2 separate regions of the Bos taurus genome follow, and region 2 is linked to region 1. A link is a contact called in public Hi-C data. All regions are on one chromosome and are shown on one strand. Each heading gives the region's core, a stretch centred on a gene start, on an enhancer-like site or on the middle of the called end of the contact. The rest is flanking DNA. Distances are from core to core; before and after follow the strand shown.

The links. A called contact is a pair of places that touch in the nucleus more often than the background predicts.
Region 2: a Hi-C map of skeletal muscle shows a contact between it and region 1, with 4 times the contacts expected there. The contact joins the promoter of MKLN1 here to the enhancer-like site in region 1. A contact is called at or near these places in 3 of 11 Hi-C or Micro-C datasets (skeletal muscle, skin fibroblasts and an unstated tissue).

What each region holds. Positions count from the first base shown.
Region 1 is chr4:94,843,132-94,847,771 of ARS-UCD2.0, forward strand. It overlaps LOC107131356 (a long non-coding RNA gene), which reads right to left. Exons shown (of 11, transcript XR_009494353.1): 2 at 1-4,640. Among named protein-coding and RNA genes, the nearest start is that of MKLN1, 180 kb to the right of the region's middle. Within about 2 kb of position 2,805, at least 47 of the 102 cell types and tissues checked have an H3K27ac peak or open chromatin away from gene starts, as enhancers often do. A contact at or near this core is called in skeletal muscle, where this site is marked.
Region 2 is chr4:95,023,807-95,028,956 of ARS-UCD2.0, forward strand. It overlaps MKLN1 (muskelin 1), which reads left to right and starts at 2,186. Exons shown (of 18, transcript NM_001097999.1): 1 at 2,186-2,287. The coding sequence starts at 2,190. It overlaps LOC112446481 (a long non-coding RNA gene), which reads right to left and starts at 2,093. Exons shown (of 8, transcript XR_009494367.1): 1 at 1,453-2,093; 2 at 1-960.

The DNA of each region.
Region 1 (4,640 bases), core at 1,555-4,054:
CAAATAATGCAACTCAAATTCAATTTAGACTGACGTAATAAACGTGGGTGCCTGCAGTGTGCCAGTAGTACACAAATCACCACCATTTCAACCTTTTATCAGGTCAATTTAGTAGAGGTGTCCAACATATAAACAAAAACAATATATGTTGTGAAAAAATGCACTGAGACACATCTGTGCAAGGAATGGAGGTGACACAGCAGGATGTTTCCAAACACCTTTCAGGAAAAAACTGGGGCTTCCCTGGTGACTCAGACAATAAAGAATCTGTCTGCAATGTGGGAGCCCTGCGTTCGATCTCTGGGTCAGAAAAGTCCCCTGGAGAAGGGAATGGCTACCCACTCCCCTATTCTTGCCTGGAAAATTCCATGAACAGAAGAGCCTGGCAGGCCCCAGTTCAGGGGGTCGAAAAGAGTCAGAAATGACTGAGTGACTAATATTTTCACTTTCATGAGAAATTAAGAGCAATGTCCTAAAGGAGGTACCCTAGAAGCAGAAGGCAGAGCTGTCCACAGGAACCACAAGTGGTTTGACAATGCTGGATTAAAGTATCTTTGGTGGTCAACAAGGATGAGGATGACAAGGGAGGGAGGGAGATGGGGTTAGAGAGCTATTTCCATGCCAAAAATAGCTTATACTCAGTTATATCAGGCTTGCCCTAGTGGTTATGTCTGTCTATAAGCTTCCCTAACCAAAACTGCAAGCCACATGAAAACCAGTCTTCGAAACTTGGTAAGTAATTTGCCTACATCTGCCATACAGCTAACAGTATTAGAAAGCAATCATTAGTAGGAATACAAAGACATTTCTTTGTGACGCAGTACCACTAACAAATGTGTATTTGTCACAAAAACATTGTAATTAGAACCCTCTGTTTTTAAGGATAAAACCTCTATTGCCTGTGAGTTTTATTTCTAATATCCTTAGAGAATGTATCAAGGAACACATTTTCAAAACAAATAGATTACTTCCACATCTAAATATTCCCACTAAGAGTTTATCCGACAGAAGAAAATGAAATAAATGAGAGAGAGAAGAGGATACAGAAACAACACTTCTGTACTCCAGACCAGAGTAGCTGTGTTTTTTTTTTTTTCCTCCTAAATTTTCAGGGCAAAACTTCTGCTACTCCGTATACTAACCACCTTGCACATTCTGCTACAAGCAGCCAATGACCAACAAAATTATATCGTGTCTAGCAACCTAAAGGACTTCTGTGAATGCTTGTGTAAATCCTGGGGAATTATCTGCATCTTCTAGACTCTTCACCTTACACGTATGTTCAAGTCTCAAAACAACTTCCATGGAATCAGTTCTCTCCAAATTACTGGGATCCCTTCTTCAAAGAAACTTAGGGAAAATGTTAGTAGCCTATATAGGTCTCAACGAATTCACCAGGTGATTCTTCTCCCTTTCATACAAGCAAAAATTTGCACATATATATACATACATATATATATATATATATGCTAAGTCACTTCAGTCGTGTCCGACTCTCTGCAACCCCATAGATGGCAGCCCACCAGGCTCCCCCGTCCCTGGGATTCTCCAGGCAAGAACACTGGAGTGGGTTGCCATTTCCTTCTCCAATGCATGAAAGTGAAAAGTGAAAGGGAAGTCGCTCAGTCCTGTCTGACTCTTAGCGACCCCATGGACTGCAGCCTACTAGGCTCCTCCATCCATGGGATTTTCCAGGCAAGAGTACTGGAGTGGGGTGCCATTGCCTTCTCCTATACATACATACATATATATATATATATATATATATATACATACACACACACACATATATAAATTGGCTGATCCTTAGGCAAACACAGAACTATTCCTATTCGCACAAACACATGCATTTAGGTAAAGGTAGATTTCCAAAGTAACATACGTAATAACTGAAAGACTGGGTTTTTAAATCAGCTTGCTTGGGTTCTAGATATGGATCGTCACTGACCAACTCTTACTCAACCTCCTGAGCTTCCACTCTGTCACCTATAAAATGGGGGTAACAATGTTTCATCAAGAATGTCAGGGCATGCCAGCATATAGCTACCAGCATCTACTGACAGATCAACACCTGTTGGTTTCACAGCTATCTATTCCAGCCAGCTAGTTCTGTAAACTCTCAACCTTCCTCGGTTATTAAAAACACTTACGGAGGTTTAAACACACACACACACACACACGCGCGCGCGCGCGCGCGCGCACACACACATACGTTCAGCCCTATTTGGATTTGGGTTCAACTGGTCTAGGATTGAGCCGGGCATCAGAATTCTTTCTAAGCCGGTCCAGTTACTTACGACGTGCAGTCTGGATTAAGAGCCACAGATAGGTCTCTATATGCCCACAGAGACTCACGCCTGCAGAGTCTGTTGATTTCCAACTGAAACAGCGCAGGCGGGCCCCCAGCCCGGATAGAGCAGGCTCGCCTGGATGCTGCGACGACGAACTCAAAAGTGCGGTGGGATTTACACCCACGCCCGCACACCGCTCACGAGAACCAACTCCCACGAACTCCACCAGGTGGGGCCTGGACACCCAGCGCGGTCGGGATCTGTCCAGGGCACACGCCCCCTCGCCCCTTCGGCGACAGCACCCCTCGGGCGCCCGGCCCTCCGGACGCGTGCGTCACCGCGCCCCAGCCCCCCTCCCGCCCCCGGCACGTGACTCGACACGCGCCAGCTGCACGCGGGCTCCATCAAAACAAAAACAGAGAGGGCCGGCCGGCCGGCCTGGCGGCGGGGAGCGCGCGGGGGCGGCGGGCGCGCCCCCGCTGCCGCTACCGCGCCTCCGCTGCCCAGAGCGCCGCCAAGGCCGCGCGCCCCAACCGGCCGGGGGCGGGAGGGCAGAGGGCACCACCCTGTTTACAGCCCTCGCTCCGGGCCGGGGGCCCCGCCCGGAAACGGTCTCTCGGGAAAGGGCCCTGGCGTGCGCACCCACCCGCGGCCCGGACGTCGGCGCTGGCGTGGGAGGCTCGGGCAGCCGCTCGGAATAAAGCCGCGTCGCCACGGAGCTGGGGCCCCGGGCCCGCGCGAGTCTCCGCTCCTCCTCAGCGCGCCGCCCACGGCTGCTTCGTGTCAGCCCCCGTCACGACTCTGCTACGCACTTCACCCCCCAGCTCTAGGCTCCGGCGCTTCCGCAGACCCTCCTCACGTGGCCGCCTCCTCCCGGCCCCCCGTACTCCCCAGCGACCGGGCTGAGGACCCTCCCGCACTTCGGGACCCTGCGCTGCTCCTACCCCGGGGAGGGGGTACATCGCCCGTCTTGGACCTCCCCCCCGCCACAACCATCTTCTGCCCCGGGAGGGAGGGTAGGGTGGCCATGAGCTGTCAGAAGCCCAGTTTTCCACATGACGAACCTCATCTTCACCCTTACACATCCCTACTCCCCCTTCAGCCTAGCTTCGAGATGAATCAGGTATTTAAAGCGGGGTTGGGAGGGGTTGTCTTCATTTTTCTCCCTGGTCGCAAAAAAAAAAAAAAAGACGCAGCTCTGCCGATCCGCTCGCTTTTAAGACTCCCCACGTCGTCCCATCATATGCAACTTACAAAATAGAAATGCCCACCACACACCTGCTACGCCACCCACCCTCTCGGAACCTGGAGACCCACCCAGCTCGCCTTCTGGAACCTGCGCCTGGGGTAGGGTGGGAGCGGTGCCGTCCGGTTCCCTAAAGTAAGAGGGAGTGAGACGGGGATCAGGCACCCCCCCCCCCAGCCCCGCCCAAGAGCGCGATCCTCCGGTCCCCCAACTCGAGAGCGCAGCAGGGCATCCTCCGTCCCTCCGGGTGGAACGAGGAAAGTAGCCGACGGCCTGGATGCCGGGGGGTGCTGTTTTTCCCCTTTAGAACGCAGACTCCGCGTCCTCTGTGAGCACCCCCACCCCCGTCGCCTTATTTCTGGTGGTCAGCAGAGGTGGGGTGGGGGGAAGACAGGACCAAGTACTCTCGAGGTTCCGGGATGTGACTCTCCGCGGAGTGAAGAGGTGGAATCTCGAAATGGAAACAATCTTCCCCCCTCCCTCCCCTCCTCCTCCTCCTCTTCTGTTTACCTCAAGTTTGAATTTTATCTGCGCAACATTAGCTGGAATGCGGACATTGAAAAACACACACACACACACACACACACTCTCTCAACCCGGCAGCAGCTCCGGAGGAGCCATGTGGCATCAAGCCACCTCAAAGGGGAAAAAAGTGCTCTTAGCAACACAAACATGGCGAAATCGCCTCGGCATTCCCGGCTAACGCCACCACCCCTACCTTTCCTCGCCCGGCTCGCCAACATCCCGGCTGGGACCTGCGGGCCCTTCCAGGGGGAGGCGAGGGGCCCCCGGGGAGTCCCAGGGTGGGACCGCGGGGCGTGCGAAAGAGGAAATAACCGGAGTCCACAGTGGAAATGTTTCTGCTGGACCATCGAGCCCGCCGCCTCGCAGCAGTGAGGGGATGCCTCTTTTCATCTCGAGAGGTCCAAACTGAGAACAAAATTCCCATCCCGAAGTCCTGCTGGGCCGGCTTTCCCCACCCTCCAGAACTTACCTTGGGGCTGAACACCCGCTGCCGCTTTAATCCGTTTCTCTTTCCTTCCTGCGGAGCGAGACGCAAGGGGGAAAACGATGCGCATGTATATTTGTAGAGCACAGTCTTC
Region 2 (5,150 bases), core at 936-3,435, 180 kb after region 1:
AACCCCAAAACAGGTGATGACAACCAATTTTCCAGAATGAAATAATCTGGAAAACAAGCAGAATTTAGCAAGATGAAGAACGTGGGGAGAGTATTCCAAGCTTGGCTTAGACTAAGCCCTAGAGACCAGAGAGAGCACAGAATTATAGGCGCCAATTCAGTCAGTGTGTTAGTTTAGTGTGGCTGGAGTAAGGAGTGCAAAGGAGAAAGGAGAGAGGGAAGACTAGACAGGTAATCAAAGCAGGATATGAAAGGCCTATGCTAAGGACTTTCAGCGTTACCCGAAGGGAATAGAAAGTCACTGAAAAGAGTCCAAAACTAATTCCGAGTCCCAAACTAATTGAACTGAGTTATTATCTTAACCTTTATCTTAACCTTTTCCTCTTAAAAGTATCTCCCCCCCTCTCCCCCTGCCCAAATAACCACTAATCATCTTTGGAACTAATTTACCTTCTCTGGCCTCTTCCACTGTCTCTGTAGTCCCAATTTCATTTCTGGGGTTATAGCATTATGTCAAGAACCAAATACTTTTCTAACATGCTGCAACACACAGAACACATATGATTTTTTAAAGATTAACATACTGTTGCCTTTCTATTCGGTATTCTCCATCTGAGATGCTAGTGGAGGCCACTACCAAGCTCTCCCCTGTGGAAGCTGGAAGTCAGGAAAGGATTTGGGGAAGTTTGGGCAGATTGGAAAAGGAAATGGCAACCCACTCGGGTACTTAATCACTTTGGGCAGATTAAGGATTATAATGGGAAAAGAATACAAAGAGAGTACCAAGGTGTTTCAACTCGGTCATTCACTAAAAAACAAAAAAAAAAAAACAAAAAAAACAAACAAAAAAACTGCTTTGCTTGAGTTTTTCCATCAGTCAGGTCAGGTGGAAACGAAGATGCTGTGCAGCAGGAGTAGAACCTCTTAGACGAGGAGAGAGGAGTTCTTGGTGTTGAAGTGGCTAAGACAAGGAATAGATATGCCCAACGCTAAACCAACAGGTATTTGATGGGAACATGACCTAAAGCTGCTAGATATTTCAAGTCAAGTGTTCCTTTTTTTGATAAGAAGCCGGTGTGATGCCCATGGGCTTGCCTGGTGGCTCAGATGCTAAAGAATCTGCCTGCAATGTGGGAGACCTGGGTTTGATTCCTGGGTTGGGAAGATTCCCCTGGAGGAGGGGATGGCAACGCACTCCAGTATTCCTGCCTGGAGAATCCCATGGACAGAGGAGCCTGGCGGGCTGAGAGGTCTATGGGGTCTATGACTCTATGGGGTCGCAAAGAGTCGGATACGACTGAGCGACTAAGCACACACACAATGACCATACGGAATTCCGAGCATACGGGCTGTTAGTCCCTCTGTGGTCATGTTCTTGAAACTCTCAGTCTCTTGCTCTTTCAGAATTTGGGGGCTAAATAAGTATCTGTCAGCTTAATGTAGGCAGACTTACCAGCTGGAAGAATGACGACACCCAGCTTCCCGACTCCTTCAGGGTTTTTCTGGCCTCTGGGTGAATGTCATTACTGAGCAAACGGATTGCGCAAGACGGGTCTGAGCGGGCTCCCAATAGATGCTTACCACGAAGGGCCTCACACACTGAAAACTGAGCAGGGCGAGAGGACACTCGAGACTTTCCTCTTCCTGTCTCCATGCGACTGTGTGGACCAGGCGACAAGACATTTAAAACCAGGACAACTCCAGAAGGAAGGGCCGTTAGCTATGCCACTGGTTTCCTTCAATGCGTTTCCTTAAAGAATTTAGAAACTGCAGTAAGCCGTGGTTTCCAGTCTCACTGGCGGTCCCTTCTCCAAGTTCTTCTCATTTTCCCATCCTGGCCCACAACTACAATTTATTTCTTTTCACAATATTTTTGGCCTTTCCCTTACCTCTGCTTTCAAGAAAAGTCATTTAAGCCACTCCTTTACAAGCCCCACTGGAGAGCCCCTCAGGTGCTCTCCCTCCAGGGCCAGTTTCCTCCAGTCAGTCATTCAGGAGAGTTCAGCGGCGGAGACCCCCAGAGTGAATAGCCAACCCTCGTGCATCTCACTGCTTCAGGCAGCGCTCACGACGCGAGACTCGGAGAGCTGATCGCCCAGGCGGGCCGCGGCCCCTTTAAGTGCAGGCCACGCCCCTTCCCTCCTCTCGGCTAGGCGGGCGGTCGGTGGCGGCTGCTTCGGTGCTGACAAGATGGCGGCTGGCGGGGCTGTTGCTGCGGCGCCTGAGTGCCGGCTTCTGCCCTACGCGCTACACAAGTGGAGCTCCTTCTCCTCCACCTACCTTCCCGAGTAAGTGCCGAGTCCTGGGCTCGTGCTGCCCTACTGTTCGGCGTAAGCACGGCTCGGGCAGGGGGGCCGTGGAGGGCAGCCGCGCCGAGAGGCCCAGGCGGGGCCTGGTGAGGGGGACGCGCGGCCTCCGGAGTCTCATTGCAGCTGCCAAGAGCCCTTGCCAGCCCCCGCCTCGGGGAGGGGTTAGGATTCGGAGAGCAAGGTCTGGGTGAAAGGGGCGAGGTGTGTGGCGGCGCCGGGACGCGTAGGACAGCGGGGAGCCAGGTGATGCTGCGGCCGTGTTTGGGAGTTGAGAAGGGCTTGGGGGCGGGCAGCTCAGGGACGTGAAGGCAGGAGTCGGGGCTCTCAGGGTCGGGACCGCGGACAAACTGGTGAAGATGTCTTAAGGGCGCCGAGGGCTCCGGAGACGCGGGGGGAAGGTTCAGTCGGTTGCTGCCGGGACGAAGTGTAAGGCTGAGTAGAGTGATTCTTCCTGGGGGAGGGGGGCGGTGGTCATTAAAAGTGATTAGCTCCAGAGGAGTGGTAAAAGTCACAGGCGGCCGAAAAGTTGTGAAGTCTTTGCAAGTGGGGATACGTTGTAGGATTTGCAGAGGGTACCTTTTCCGGTTGGTAGTTCTGAAAAAGAGAGTGGGCAGGAGAGACATTACAGAAGAGTTCCATTATATGATGGCTCAGAGCTTAGATTTATGTAAACACAGACCAACTTCCCAGCCCAGAAGCTCAAATACAAACAAAAAAGTCTGACTTTAATGAATCTGACTTCCAGTACTTGCTTGGTCTGAATCTCCAACTTAGGTGTTAAAAAGAATTGCAGAAGAACTGTATGTTTTTCTGTAGCAGATTGCTTCTGAAATGCTGACAGTACTTTGGTTCAGTATTTATTTAGCTTTAGCTCGTCTTGGAGAGAAGGAGCAAAGCGAACTCCGGTTTTATCAATACATACTGATAGAGAAACGAGCTTAGTGAGGTTTTAAGATGCGTGCAGACCCTGAAGAAAAGTGCTGATTGTCCCCCTGGACCATCATTTTACAAGTCCAGAAATGATTTTATGAGCAAAACAAGTTACATATCATATGTTTTTATGTTACTGAACAAATAAAGTGACTAGATATGTGAAGCATAACTCAAAAGTTTGCCACCTGTATTTCTAAAGTTCTTCACGTTTTCTCAAATGTGATTTCTCTAGTCAAATCAGTCAAAAATCTAAAAATGGATCTATAACCGCAAGAATCTAACTCTCTTGACTGCCAGCCCATTGTCCTGTTCTCCAGGTCGAGGGTTGGCCGTAAGGCCTTTAGTAGGATGTGGTTCAGTGAAGGATGCCAAGTGACCTGTGGCCTGATGTGGCCTGTGTGTCCTGTTGATGGCTGCTGTGTGACTGTGTCCCTGATTGATAATGACATCCAACTTTTAATGTGAGAGTAAACCAGGTAAACATTCCAGCTCTCAGCTGGAGTTGAAATGTGTCCCTTGGTACTTGACTTCTGATTTTCAGGGCTTACCAAATTGTTGAGTCTGAAGGTAATCATCATTTTTCTGTACCCAAGTTAGGATCACATAGAGTTGGGAAATGGTTTGGCATTGTTTGATCTAATAACTCTGGGATCATTTTCCTGGTTTCAAGTTAGACTGCTTCTAGGATTTCACTCCTTAAATTTCTGTTCATGGGGTGAGACTTGGGTATCATAATCTGAGTTAGGAATAAAAAGGAAACATAGGTTTTAAGCAGGCAGTGATTTAGTGGGATGGCAACTTTACTTTGACTTTGTCTCATTATCCTGGCCCCAGATTTGAAGTGGACAGCATTACTAAATTTGGAGTTAAGACAGCCATTTGTAATAGGAGAAATCGATTGCAGTTTTCTCAGATATATTTGTAAACTAGTATTTAATGCATATTTAACTTTCAAACAATTTCATTTATTGTGTTTTTAGTCTTTATGATATTCTGTTGACTTATGCAGTATAGTTTTTATTTTAAAGCACTAAACTATTATAATAGGGGAGTAATCTGAACTTTTTCTTCGAAGGAGTTGAGTATTATGGATCTTGGGTTTGAGAGTTTCATGTCTGCTGGATTGGTGTATGCCATACCTGAACTTCTAATTGCAAATAAGGATGACTGTGAACTTCTATTGGCAAGTAAGGCTAAGTTGTAGCTGTGTATGCTAGGAAGCTTAAGGAAGGGATTGACTGTATTTACTTTGGCCCTAAAGTCTTAACAGCAATTAATTTAAGTAATTAATTTACTGGCAGTGACAGTCATGTTAAAGTCTAATTTTAAGTAAAGCCTTTTGTTGAAATTGTCTGGAAAAAAGTGAGAATGTTCACTCAGTTCTGTCTGACTCTTTTCAACCCCATGGACTATAGCCTGCTGGGCTCATCTGTCCATGGAATTCTCCAGGCAAGAATACTAGAGTTGGTAGCCGTTCCCTTCTGCAGGGATCTTCCTGACCCAGGGGTCCAACCCAGATCTCTTGCATTGCAAGTGGATTCTTTACCATCTAAGCCAACAGAGAATAATCCTCTGGAAAAGGGCATGGCTACCCGCTCTAGTATTCTTGCCAGGAGAATTCCATGGACAGAGGAGCCTGGTGGACTACAGTCCATGGGGTTGCAAAGAGTCAGACATGATTGAGCGACTAGCAATGAAATTGTCTACAGAGTAGCAAATATTTATTGATTATAAGTCACTGATCAAGGCATCTTGAGGGGTAATAATGAGTCAGTAACAACAATGGGGAACATAGTGTGCCTTCCATTTGCTAGGCTCTCTTATGAACCCATAAGTGTATTAACTCATTTCATCCTCACAGCAATTATGTGAGAAGTCTTCATTTTCAGCTGAAGCAACAGACATGGAG